Linked DNA regions of Mus musculus: region 2 is linked to region 1. A link is a contact called in public HiChIP or PLAC-seq data. All regions are on one chromosome and are shown on one strand. The core of a region is the stretch at or near the end of the contact, and the rest is flanking DNA. Distances in the headings are between cores, read along the strand shown. Region 1 holds the start of Inpp5b (inositol polyphosphate-5-phosphatase B). Region 2 overlaps Mtf1 (metal response element binding transcription factor 1).

Evidence for each region. HiChIP or PLAC-seq counts read pairs in DNA pulled down with a chosen protein or histone mark.
Region 2: an H3K27ac HiChIP or PLAC-seq map of embryonic stem cells shows a contact between it and region 1, with 10 read pairs. The contact joins the enhancer-like site here to the promoter of Inpp5b in region 1. A contact is called at or near these places in 4 of 39 promoter capture datasets (the C10 cell line, embryonic stem cells, hippocampal neurons and 1 more), 1 of 484 Hi-C or Micro-C datasets (stem cell-derived epiblast-like cells), 2 of 115 datasets of contacts at active chromatin or transcription factors (double positive thymocytes and embryonic stem cells) and 3 of 9 other capture datasets (adipose tissue, liver and pancreatic islet).

The regions. Positions count from the first base shown.
Region 1 is chr4:124,739,377-124,745,804 of GRCm38.p6, reverse strand. It overlaps Inpp5b (inositol polyphosphate-5-phosphatase B), which reads right to left and starts at 3,955. Exons shown (of 24, transcript NM_008385.4): 1 at 3,889-3,955; 2 at 3,215-3,341; 3 at 2,775-2,869; 4 at 2,072-2,169; 5 at 1,902-1,931. The coding sequence starts at 3,271. It overlaps Gm12915 (predicted gene 12915), which reads left to right. Exons shown (of 4, transcript NR_151694.1): 2 at 626-818; 3 at 3,884-4,031. It overlaps Gm32117 (a long non-coding RNA gene), which reads right to left. Exons shown (of 2, transcript XR_376640.4): 2 at 5,700-6,428. Mir698 (microRNA 698) reads right to left here and starts at 2,024; the gene lies at 1,916-2,024.
Region 2 is chr4:124,823,401-124,829,828 of GRCm38.p6, reverse strand. Mtf1 (metal response element binding transcription factor 1) reads right to left here. Exons shown (of 11, transcript NM_008636.4): 5 at 5,469-5,542; 6 at 4,647-4,783. Among named protein-coding and RNA genes, the nearest start is that of 1110065P20Rik, 24 kb to the left of the region's middle. Within about 2 kb of position 4,183, at least 10 of the 459 cell types and tissues checked have an H3K27ac peak or open chromatin away from gene starts, as enhancers often do. A contact at or near this core is called in embryonic stem cells, where this site is marked.

The DNA.
Region 1 (6,428 bases), core at 2,706-5,205:
TGGACTCTGCCTGGTGGAGGTGGCACACACCTTTAATCCAAGCACTCAGGAGGCAGAGGCAGACACAACTCTGTAAGTTCAAAGCCAGCCTGGTGTACAGAGCAAGTTCCAGGACAGCCAGGCCTGGAAACAGAGAGAAACCCTGCCTTGAGAAACTATTTAAAGGAGATCTGGAGAGATAGCTTGGAGGTTAAGAGCACTGGCTATTTTTCCAAAGTTCCTAAGTTCAATTCCCAGCATCCCTATGATGGCTCACAACCATCAATAATGAGATCTGATGTCCTATTCTGGCATGCAGGCACATATACAGGCAGAATACTGTATATATAATAAGTCTTGAAAAAAAACAAAAAAACATAAAAAAAAAGAGAGAGAGAATCTGCAAAATGGCAAATCAGAAAGCCTAAACTTGGGCTAGTGAAATGGCTCAGCAGTTAAGAACACTGGCTACTCTTCCAGAAGTCCTGAGTTCAATTCCCAGCAACCACATGTTGCTCATGACCACATGACCATCTATAAAGGGATCTGATGGCACATAGGTGTGCTTGCAGCAGAGCACTCCTACATTTGGGGGAAGAGGAGATTGGGAGATTGCTGTGTGATTGGGATGTAATGTGGATTTAAGTTCTCCAGCTCTGTGAACTGAAGAGCATGCAGAAGTGCACTGCAGCACCTGCCTATCTGCTGGTCCACCGTAGAGCCAGGCCCTGAGAATGACATGATGAGGAGAAAAGACTACACACAGGAGAGGCCCAAGCTGAAAGATGTGGCACTTACAAGAGCAGGGGACCCTGGGGCCACTGGAGATGGCTCAACAGGTAAGTGTTTGCTGCCAAGCCTGAACGAGCTGTCCTTTGGTCGCCACACAGACACCATGGTAATTCAAGTACACATACACACACTCTAAATAGTTAGTGTGGTAAGTTTTTTTACATTAAAGGTAGGTTTATTGGGAAGCTGCTTGGGTGGGGGCTCACTGGTTCAAAGGACTGAGGCCAGGCGAATCACCATGGGGAAAGGTACAGGGGGAAGGAAGTTAGAAAGGGCTCAGGGAGAGAAGGGGAGAAGAGGAGCATGGGATAGTTTTTTTTTTTTTAAGAAGAGCGAACTGGCGGGGCAGTGGTGGCGGCACATGTCTTTAATGCCAGCACTCAGAGGCAGAGGAATTCGAGGCTAGTCTGGTCTACACAGTGAGTTCCAGGACAGCCAGGGCTACATGGAGAAACTCTGTCTTGGAAAACCAAAAAGAAGAAGAGGAGGAAGAAGAGAAGGAAAAGGAGAGGGAGAGGGAGTAGGGGGAGGAGGAGGAAGAAGAGGAGGAGGAGGGAAAGAAGGGGGAAGAGGAACAGCAGCAGGAGAAAGAGGAAGAAGAGAAGGAAGAAGGAGAGGAGGAAGGGGAGGAGGAGGAGGGTTACAACTTGTGGTGTCTGAGGTGATGATGGAGCCCACCTGGAGGACTGAAACGCACTGACAAGGGGTGATTAAGGAAAAAGAGCTGGTAGAGGGTAGCACCTGATTCTTAGTCACCGTAGTATGGACACCAGGAAAGTTTTCTCTAGAGTAAAAGCCCAGAAGCTGGATCTTTCATTCTACCTAGTGGGTTCTGGGACTCGAACTCGGAAAGTTGGTCTTGACAGCAAGCACCTTTCTCCACTAAGCCGTTCCACCAACCCAAGAATTTTCTCTTTTGGTTTGTTGTCAGTCTACGGCTTGCCTAGAACTCACAATGTAAGTCCAGACTGACCTCAAATTCAAGGCAATCCCCCTGCCTCAAGCCTCCCACATGCTAGGATTTCAGGCACCTAGCATCACTCCCATCCAGGCATGTTCTCGTTCATCTTTCTGTCTTTGGAACCTGTCCCATTGACCTAACAGGGACCCAGATTGAAAGGGCTACTCACCAAGGATGTAGAGTTCACCATCTGGGGACACTGAGGGAAGGAAACGAGAATGTCTTTAGCAACTGAACATCCCTGTCCCACCCACATAGCCACCACCCTCCCTTACAGTGAGGGCAGAGATGAGTTGGGGGCCACCCAGAGGAGAGCATACCACCCGGCCCAACTGGCACCTTCTTCCAGCATAAAATCTTTTGAGAGTGGCACTATCTGGTCCAGAGATACATCGTCTCCTGTGATGGCCATCCTCCGGTGTGTATACAGGAAGAGACTAAGGGCAGAAATGAGTGGAAGGCCCAGCTTAGAGTGCTTGTGGTCACCTGTGGGTCCCTAGTGCTTAGCTGGCAGTGCCCTAGCCATACGCATGGCTCAGGCCCTTTCCATGCACAGTGTCCAGTGATGCAAGAGCAGTACACATTCCAACCATCTCTTCAACCCCATCCCTTCCCTTTTTGAGGTAGGGTCTCACTCTGTAGCCTAGGCTGTGCTTAGAATGTAGCCCAGGATGGCCTGGAATTTGTGACAGTCCTGCCTCAGCTTCCTGGTGCATGTGCTCGCTCGTTCCCAGTTCAACCCTCTGTACTTTACTCTGGGTAAATGGAGCTATGAAGAACAATTTGCATAGGATTGCAGCATCCGGATTTAAACTCGGGCACTCACACAAACTCAAAATCTGGCCAAGTTTGATATAACTGCCTCTCCTCTAAAAGCTTCCACATCACATCTTGCTGATTATTAAAGGCTTAGAACACGGTGTTCCAGAACACTATCATTGTGTTAATTAGTCTAGGAGACTCAGACAGAATGACTGAAGTCCAGCTGGAGGATACTGAAGAACCACCCATGGCCCACACAGGCAGTCTGAGCCCTACTTACGCATGCTCCTGGGCGTCATTTTCCAGCCGGTACCTCACCAGCCCGAGCAGGCGGCTCTGCCGGCTATCTCCCTTACACAGCACACCTTGGACTGCCTGCTGCTCAGAGTGAAGGGAAACTGAAAGCCAAAGGGCGAAACTCCCCATCCGGCCCACTCCACCACGCTGCCTTTCCCTCTCCCACTGGCAAACGACTTCACCTCTCTGAGTTTTCCTCATCTGCAAAATGGGTATAATAGTCTCCAACTTTGCAGCTGGTTGAGAAAATAGCTACCTATGTAAAGCACCTGGTAGAGAGACCAGAGCCAAGTGAATACTTGGTAAATATTGGTTTACCTTTTCCCATATGGCTTCGAGAGAAATTTTTCCACACCCTCCATCCCACCTCCCAAGGCTGAAGCAGGCACGATCTGGATGGCAACCTACAACTGGGAAGGATATGATGACGCAGTATTCCCCCTCAACCAGGGTCTCCTGGATTGCCACAGACTGGTCCATGCTGAGCTGTCAAACCCTGGGGTAGGGCAGGTGGGAACCTCCCATTCCGTATTAGAGCTGCTTCGGGGGGCTGTGGGGATGAAGAAAGGGGCCTTTGTGGAGGGAAAAGAGAGAGCCTGGTCATCTCTCTTCTCCTTCTGGCCTTCCCCGTCTTTCCTACAATGGGTCTCTCAACGTTTCCAGAAAATGGGTTTCTACCCCTTTGCCCCTTGCTCGGTGTCGCCCCAGATGTTCCCAGTGGAGTTCAGTATGCTCTCTGGTCTCCTTGCTTCTGGGTACAGCTCTGATGCCCTCTTCAGGGAGCAGTTGTGGTCCATCTGGCTCTTCTCTGGGAAAGGTTGGTGGTGTGTCCAAATAGGGGTAGGGAGACAGCCTTCGCCTCAGTCTCAGCTAGGAGGGTCTTATTCTGGAGAAATAACCCAGCCCCGCTGCTCTTTCCTCGGAGCCTGTGGGTGTCCCGTTGCTCCTTGCCCCTCACCCCACCCAACAGGCCCCGTTGCATCAGCAGCAGGTTAGGAGTGTCCATTCTGGCACCCACAGGACAAGGGCCCCAGCAACCAGCTTGCAAGCCCCCTCCCACTCTGCACTTATTTCAGATCCTTGTCATTGCAGCCTACCTCCCGAGCTGTCACCGGTGGGCCTGCAGGACACCTCCGTTCCAGGGCAGATTAAGGACTACATTTCCCAGCGGCCCTGGCGTCACAGGACGGACAGCCAGCCTGCAAGTCCCAGCATGCCCGAGTCGGACATGGACGAGTAGGTGGGTCTCCCCGCCCTTACTCTATTTAAAAATCTAGAATCTACAGTCTGTATTCAAGCATACTCGGGCGTCCCAGTTCTGGAAAGCCTGCGTGAGGAACGCCTTTCTCAGCCCACTAAATCAAAGGGCCAAGGCCCATGTCCAAGGCAGAAGGAAGTGGTCATGTTACCCTAACGGAAAAAATGATGTTAACTTTTATTTTCAAGTTAAGTCCATCCTCAACTCTTCACATGCAGAAAGGGACAGCTTTCTATTATTCTGAAACACTTCCAGATAACTACCGTGCCCTGGCTTCATGTATGTCACCTTCTCCACTTGCCAGGTGGAGAAACGGAGGAACAGAGAGACAAAACTGTTTGACAAAGTCCGTAGCCAATAAGTGCTGGGTGCCCAGAGGGAAGTCCAACTCCAATTCCTGTGTCATTTTCCCGTCTAGGAACTGCTAAATGTTCTTAAGACCTATCTAGCTTTTCTGTCAATGGAACTTGAAATGTGTGGCATCTTTATCTGTGACACAGTAATGACAACCACCAGGCAGCGCGGAGGACTCTTCTTAACAGCGGAGGACGATGTGGCCCTCTTGGCTCTTTATTTCTTTAAAGATCTGTTAGTTTTTAATTTTTTGTGTGTATGTGTGTGTGCTTGCATGAATTTATGTGCACCGTGTGTGTGTGTGTGTGTGTGTGTGTGTGTGTGTGTGTGTGTGTGTGCACGCTCACCTAAGAAGGCCAGAGGTCATCAGATCCTCGGGGCTGGTGACAGGAGGCTGTGAGACACCTGATGTGTGTGGTGGGAACTGGGTCCCAAGAAAGAGCAATATGTTCTCTTAACTAAGGAGACATCTCACCGCAATGCCCAGATAGACAGCCCTGAGCAGGTTTTGTCCTCAAGCCCCTTAGCCACATTCTATTGGCCATTTACCCTGACAGGAACTATTCTCTTCCAGACTCCATTGTTCCCTTCTAGGTAAAGACTATATATAGCTAAACCGGGGATGGTGGCACACTCCTTTAATCCCAGCACTCGGGAGGCAGAGGCAGGCGGATTTCTGAGTTCGAGGCCAGCCTGGTCTACAAAGTGAGTTCCAGGACAGCCAGGGCTATACAGAGAAACCCTGTCTCGGAAAAAAAAAAAAAAAAAAAAAAAAAAAAAGACTATATATAACTCAAGACAGGACAAAAGAAGCTAGCTCAGACGAGAGAGTCTAGAATGGTTGGTTTTTTCTCAACTGCTGACTATTTCGGTAAGCTGGATCCCTGAGGACTGGGCTGAATCTTGCCCTTACACTCCTGTGCAGTTTCTGGTATAGTGGCTCTGAGACTTTCATTTATTTATTTTGAGCAGTCCTGAGGATGGAGCCTAGGAACCGGAACCCAGGGCCTCACAGCTGCCAAGCAAACACTCCATGACTGAGCCACATCTCCATCTCAGAACATGTTCACCCCAATTAGTTAGCTTTACTGATTTAAGATTGCTTCTCGCCGGGCGTGGTGGTGCACGCCTTTAATCCCAGCACTCGGAAGGCAGAGGCAGGTGGATTTCTGAGTTCGAGGCCAGCCTGGTCTACAAAGTGAGTTCCAGGACAGCCAAGGCTATACAGAGAAACCCTGTCTCGAAAAATCAAAAAAAAAAAAAAAAAAAAAAAAAAAGCAAGCAGTTGGGCCAGTGTTGCAGAATGGATGGCCACTGTAACTTTTTATTGCTGTTGTTTTGAGATAGGGACTCACTAGTTAGCCCAGGCTGGCCCAAAATGTGCCTCAAACTCATAGTGATTTTTACCTCTAAACTGTCTCATTGACCCCACACCCACCCCTGTAACCTTTAACCTGCCCCCCTCCTTTTTGTTTTGAATTGAACTCTGATAACCAGTTCAACCTGCATGTTGCAAACTCCTCCCAGACTCTTCCTGGTTGTCTCTTTCTAGAAACATCCACAGCACAACTGGAGTTCAAGTTGATTGGGCTGCAGTTTTGAAGTCAAATGGGGGATGAGGGGAAAGGGCACTAGTTAGAGATCAAGGCACTGAAGGTCACTGAAGGAAGGCAGGAAAACCCCTTAAAGCTGATCGTTAGAGAGGAGGGGCTGGGGAGATGGAATGGGCGAGGCTAGGCGGTCTTTACAGACCGAACTATCCCTGCAGGATTTGGGGGGGTGTCTTCCCAAAATGTAGGTCAGACAAGTATATCCTCCCCACCCCCAAAAGTCTAAGCCTCCTCTTGGGATTGGGGACAAGGACCCATGTTCAAGGCCCAGACCCTGTGAGTGGGGAAGGGGGAACCTGGACTTGGTAAGTCATGCTCTCTAAAGACACAGCTCCAGGGTTTGGAGCAGGGAGATGTGAAGGCTTGCAGTGTCCACAAATTCTTTTCAGATGTCACTCTCTGATAACTGCTGAGC
Region 2 (6,428 bases), core at 2,934-5,433, 84 kb before region 1:
ATCCAAGTGGGTCAGATATTCCCACCAGTGCACACACTCAACCCTCGCAGACATTCTCACCCAACCACATTCTGCTTTCCAGTTTCAACAACCAAGACTTGAGCCTCCACCTCTAGAGAAAGCCAGCGGTCTGTGCTACTCCATGAGTGCTGCAGGAGGAGCAGGACTGGACAGGTCAGACGGCAGAAGATCTGCGGGATCTGGGTGAAGACATCAGTGGGAGGCTGGACATGCAAGGCTGGGGACAGGGACAGCCCCAGGCTGGCACTGGCACTGTTGGACCAGGGCTCTACAGATGACCTCTCAAGCCCCAGTCCAGGAGTCACTCCTGGCTGAAGAGCAAATGGAGACAGAGACGCACCCCAAAGACTAACACTTGTGGACTTGAGGCTCAGTGTGATGGCTATTCTTAGTTGTCAACTTGAATATATCTAGAATTAACTAAAACCCCTAAAAAAGCTGGACACGCCTGGAGGGACTTTTTGTTTAATTGGATCATTTGAAGTGGGAAGTGATCCATTTATAATCAGAATCTTTGAGGTGGGAAGACACACCTTTAATCTAGATCTTTTTTTTTTTTTTTTAATTTTATTTATATGAGTACACTGAAGCGGTCGGTCTTCAGACATACCAAAAGGCATTGGGTTCCATTACAAATGGTTGTGAGCCACCACGTAGTTACTGGGAATTGAACTCAGGACATCTGGAAAAGCAACCTCTGAGCCAGCTCTCCAGCTCCCAATCTGGCTCTTTTGAGGTGGAAACACATTTGCTACCAAGTCCATCCCATCAATGGCATTAGAGCAGACTTCTTCAGGATTCTGGTCTCTACTGAAGACCAGCTGAGACATCCAGCCTCGTACACTGAATGAGCACTGGATGCTTGGACCTTCCAAGGTGTGTGTGTGTGTGTGTGTGTGTGTGTGTGTGTGTGTGTGTACTCATTCTGTAAGTTCTGTTACTCTTTCTAGGGAAGTCTTGGCTACTACATTCAGTGTTCTTTGCAGTTCAAGTCTGTGTGCACTGCTACAAAACGAGAAACTGAGTCTGACCTGATGAGCAGTTTTGCCTGGTTTTATCAGATGAAGAAACGGCGGAGGCCGGAAGTCGTGTGCCTAAGGACATGTGTTTAGTGACAGAAGAATGGTTTGAACTGAGACTGCTGAGCACCAGAGGTCACCCTCTTCCCAACTAACACTACCTTGTCTCTAGCAATGCAGACCTTAGGAGGCTGGCTCTGGAGTCACACTGCCCAAGTCATACTAGTGACAAGCTATGCAGACCTCGGAAAGCTATTTAATTTCTCCTTGTTCCAAGGTATGTTTGTGTATGTATGTATGCATGTATATGTATGCATACATAAAAATCAATATATGTTATATATCAATATATATGATAAAACTATGTGTAGTTTTATTTATCAAATACTTTTTAAAAATCTGGAATAAATATCAGGTGGGGTTTTTTTGTTGTGTTTTTTGTTTTTCCAGACAGGGTTTCTCTGTATAGCCCTGGCTGTCCTGGAACTCACTTTGTAGACCAGGCTGGCCTCGAACTCAGAAATCTGCCTGCCTCTGCCTCCCAAGTGCTGGAATTAAAGGCATGCGCCACCACTGTCCGGCTTAAATATCAGATTTTTCAACTATTGTCTGGCCTCAGTGGGAGAGGAAGCGCCAAGCCTCACAGACTTGAAGTCAGGGTTGAGGGGATTCCCAGAGGAGCCCCCACCAGCTCAGAAAAGAAGGAGAAGGAGAGGGGGAAGGACTGTGGGAGGGGTGACTGGGAGGGTGCAGTGTGGGGGATGTAAAGTGAGTAAGTAAAAAAATAAAAATTAAAATTAGAAACAAGAAAGAAAAGAAGAAAGCTGAGTTCTCAATAGCAAGGAGCACCACGGTTCTCAATAAGTGGCATGGGAATGGTGACAAAAGTGACCTCACGGAGCTGTGAGAGAGGTAGCACCTAGCTCAGCCTGGGGCACGTCCTTAAACCCAACAAATATTAGTTACCATTAACAACTCGGAGCCTTCTATTTATTTTTGGTGTGTGAAGGGGGCACCACAGCTCACACCTGGAGGTCAGAAAGCACCTCACAGGAGTGGGCTCTCTCCACTCACCATGGTCAGGGAATCAAACTCAGGCCACCAGGCTTGGAGCAAGCACTGAGCCTTCTAACCGGCACTGAGAGTCCTTTTAAAAGGGTCCTTCACTGTTAAAAACTTAGAAACCACAGACTTCTGAGAAGGCTGTCTCTCCAAAAATATAAACCTTATTTTATACTTTTTGAACGCCATTCTTCCCAAAGGGAATCACTGAGTAAGTTAACCTGGTGCTGGGAGAATCTCGGGCTGGAGGCCTAAAGGCCTTGTGAATGGCCCCTGCAGCCTCAGGCCAGAGCAGAGCACCTCTGGTGCAGAGCGAACAGGAAGGAGAAGTCTGAGTTGGGGGAGAAAAGATGCTAAAACCCACTTAGCCTAGCCAGGCATTGTGGTGTATGCCTTTAATCCCAGCATGCACTTGGCCTACTCAAGGCTAGCTTGGTCTACATGAGTTCCAGGACAGTGAGGGCTACACAGAGACACCTTGTCTCAAAAACCAAAACTAAGCCAAAACAACAACAAAACAAAACAAAAACCATTTAGCAACTTATTGCAAAAATTCAGGCAAAAAAATAAACAAACAAAACAAAAGAAAACAAAAACCAGGAGAGGACAAAAATATATCAAATCAGTTCCAAAAACTTTCTCAAGGTAGAATGGGCAGATTCCACTACCAGCTTCCACTTCTTTATCCCCCAAATAATAAGATAATGGCATTACTCACTTTCCAGGATTAACAGACACAGGCTAGTGAATACTACCAAGCTAGAAACAGCAAGAGGGCTGGCAAGATGGCTCAGTGGTCAAAGTGCCTGCTGCCAAGGCTGACGACTCTAACCCTAACCTTGATCCTTGTGACCCACATGGTGGAAGGAGAAAACCAACAACATCCGTGACTATGCACTTGAGTGCACTCAACAAACACATGTAAAAAGGAAAGAGAGCAAGAAACAGCACATGTCCCAAGGTCTTTTTGGAATGGAACTGGAGGAGAGCAAGATGGACAGAGACTGACAGGGGCTCAGGATTTAAGAGAGAGAGACGGCTCAGTGGTTAGAGCACCTGCTGCTCTTGCAGAGGACCCAGATTCAGTTCCCAACACCCACACAGCGGCTCTCAACCAGTTATAACTCTAGTTCCAGGGAATCTAATGCCCTCTTCTGGCTTTCAAGAGCACCAGGCACACAAGCAGTATATATACATACGTTCCTGTAAGTAAACACACATTCACATAAAGTAAAAAATATCTAAACAACAACCAAAAAAAAAAAAAAAAGAACAGACCAAACTGCCTAAAACTTCCAGAGGCCTTCTGTGTGGCTTAGTGTCTCTGCAGACAGTCCAAGGGGCAAGGGAACCTTCCAGACAAAGCCTGGCGCTCGGATGCTGACAGATGTGTGAGGCAACATTAGCTTCCACCGCAAATGTAGTGCAGGCTTATCACCCACTGCAGCCACAGATGGGAAAATGACAGACACATATGAGCTCCAAAAGCTGGACATGGGGTGCACCTTTAATCCCAGCACTCAGGAGTAGACAGAGACAGATCTCTTGGCTCTGCAGAGACAGTTCCAGGACAGCCAGGGCTATACAGAGAAACTCCATCTCAACAAAACAAAACAAAACAAAAAACAAAAACCCCAGGAGTTCTGAGCCAGGCATGGTGCCCCATGCCCACAACCCCAGCACGCAAAGGACTACGACAAGAAAGCTATGGTGGCTCAGTTGATGAGTTTTTGTCTCAAAAGAAAACTCAGGGGGCTGGTGAGATGGCTCAGTGGGTAAGAGCACCCGACTGCTCTTCCGAAGGTCCAGAGTTCAAATCCCAGCAACCACATGGTGGCTCACAACTATCCGTAACGAGATCTGACGCCCTCTAAGAACCACAGAGTGAAACCCTATTTAAAAAAAAAAGAAAAAAAAAAAGAAAAAAAAGAAAACCCAGAACCACGGGGCTGGGCTGCTCAGTCAGTCGGTTTCAAGCACCAAATCTACATTTAAAAAGAAAAAGCTGGGGTGTGGTGAGCACTGGTGACCTGTACACAGGACAGACCAACATGAAGACCCCTGAGGCTCTCTGGGTAGTCAGCCCAGCCTGCTTAGAGAGTTCCCATAAGAGAGACTGTCGCAAAAGAGTAAAAAGGGAGGGACAGACAGCGGCTGGGGAGCAATACTTAAGGACATCCTCTGATTGCCAGCAGGTGTGCACTAGTGTGCTCTCTAATATGAACCCTTATTCTCACGTGTGTGCGTGCGCATGCGCGCGCGCACACACACACACACACACACGCACGCACGCACGCGCATAGAAGAGGCTCTACCTGGGCCCTGCAAAGCCAGTCAACAGCCAGTTCTCCCCCATACCTGCTGGATGGGAATAAGCAGGGCTGAGCAGAGAAACAGGGAGACAGGGGACATTTTTGGCTTCCAGCCTCCCAATGCAGAGACACAGAGATGCTGATCCTGTTTCTCTGTCCCCTAGTTAAGCAAGGACACAGCAGCAGCACACATCGCTGGGTCCGCCCAGAAGAGAACAGGAGGAGAACACACCTCTGATCCATTGTGCTGTGGAAGTGCACTGTATGCAGTGCCTTTGTTATCATGACCTTTCATGTGACTTTTGAGACTGTACTGAGTGCTAAACGTCTTCTCACAGCCGTTGCTGGGGCAGAAGAAGGGTCTTTCACCTGCAGGTGAAGAAGAAGTCATATTAGGTTCACCACCAGGAAAGCTCTCCCCTTCTGATGGTGGGCGAGTCTGCGCAAGGGACGGTGCTGACTGTCTCAGACTTCAAACCCAGAGCCAAGGAAAGCCAGCAGCAGCAGCAGCCTGTGCCTGTGCCTGGAGGGAAGGCGGCTGGCTTCCTCGTGGCTGTTTCTAAAGGGTATGTCTGGTTTTATGGTTTAAGGATGAATTCTTGACTCAGTCAATCATGGAAAACAGGATTGTAGGTGAAGGCCACACCATCAGTGCTCACTTGCTCTCCTAAGTTTTACAGGTCTCAAGAGGAACCTGGAACAGGCCGAAGGTTTAAAGGGAAAATGGAAATTGGGTTGGGCAGGTGACACACACCTTTAATGCTAGCATTAGGAAGGCAGAGACAGGTGGATCTCTCCAGTTCTAGGCTAACCTGGTCTACGGAAGTAGTTTCAGGTTAGCCAGGGCTATAAAGAGAAACCCTATCTTGAAAAACAAAATTAAAAAAAAAAAATCAAAGAAACAAACAAAGAATACAAAGGAAAGAAAGAAAGAAAAAGAGAGAGAGAAAAAAAAAGAGAGAAAGGAAGGAAAGAAGGAAGGAAGGAAGGAAGGAAGGAAGGAAGGAAGGAAGGAGGTAGGTGAAATGAAACATGGAAATCAGCCTAAACTTACCAGTGTGCGTCCGGACGTGAGTTTTAAGGTGGTGGCTCGCTGCAAACGCTTTCCCACAGCCGTCGTGATCACATCTAAGTGAGTTGTTTAAGCAAAGACAAACAAGAGTCAGTAGCTAAGAGAAGTCATCCTAAACACCCCGGGCATGCGAGCTGGAGCAAAGTTTGGAACACTAAGATCAGATTAGTCATAGTGGTTTTAGTGATGGGAATGAGAAGACTTAGAAAAATAAAAATAAAAACGAAAAACCCAAGAAAACAAAACACGGAAGGTGGCAAGACGGCTAGGCCAGGTGCTTGCCATCAAGCCTGATGTCCTAGGCTTGATCCCTAGAAACCACGGCAGGAGAGAAGCAGCTCTAGCAAGTTGTCATCTGACTGCTACAGGTGTACTGCGACACAATTCACACACTACATAAATAAATGTAACAAACAAGGACAGGAAAGATGGCGTATGTGACTCAGAGTCCAGGACAGGTCTGTAGGTAAGGCAAGTGTTGAGAGCATCCCAGTGATAAAGATCTGACCAATCACTGAACACAACTGTGCTGGCAGTGACAGCCTTCGTGGAAAACCTACAGCCACTGACTTAACAATGTCCATCAAGGTAAAGAGAGCTGGACTTGTAGACCCGTGTCAATAGTCCTAGCACCCAAGAGGGGGCTGAGCCAGGAGGAGGCTCACAACTTCACAAATAGCCTGGCCTGGGATTAAAAAACGAACCTTGCCTCAAAGTAGAGAAAATAAAAGTGAGCTGGGAAGATGGCAGAAGGACATAAACCCAGTGAGAGCGTGGGTGCGGCTGTGGTCCAGAGTCAGCCATAATCCGCAGCATGTAGTAGCTGCCTCCCCATATCAGGAAAGGGCTCACATCTCAGGCTGCCTTTCTACTGGCTCTGTAGCTAGGATTACAGGCACGCACCACTATGCCTGGGTTACGCAGTGCGAAAGCTTAAGATCA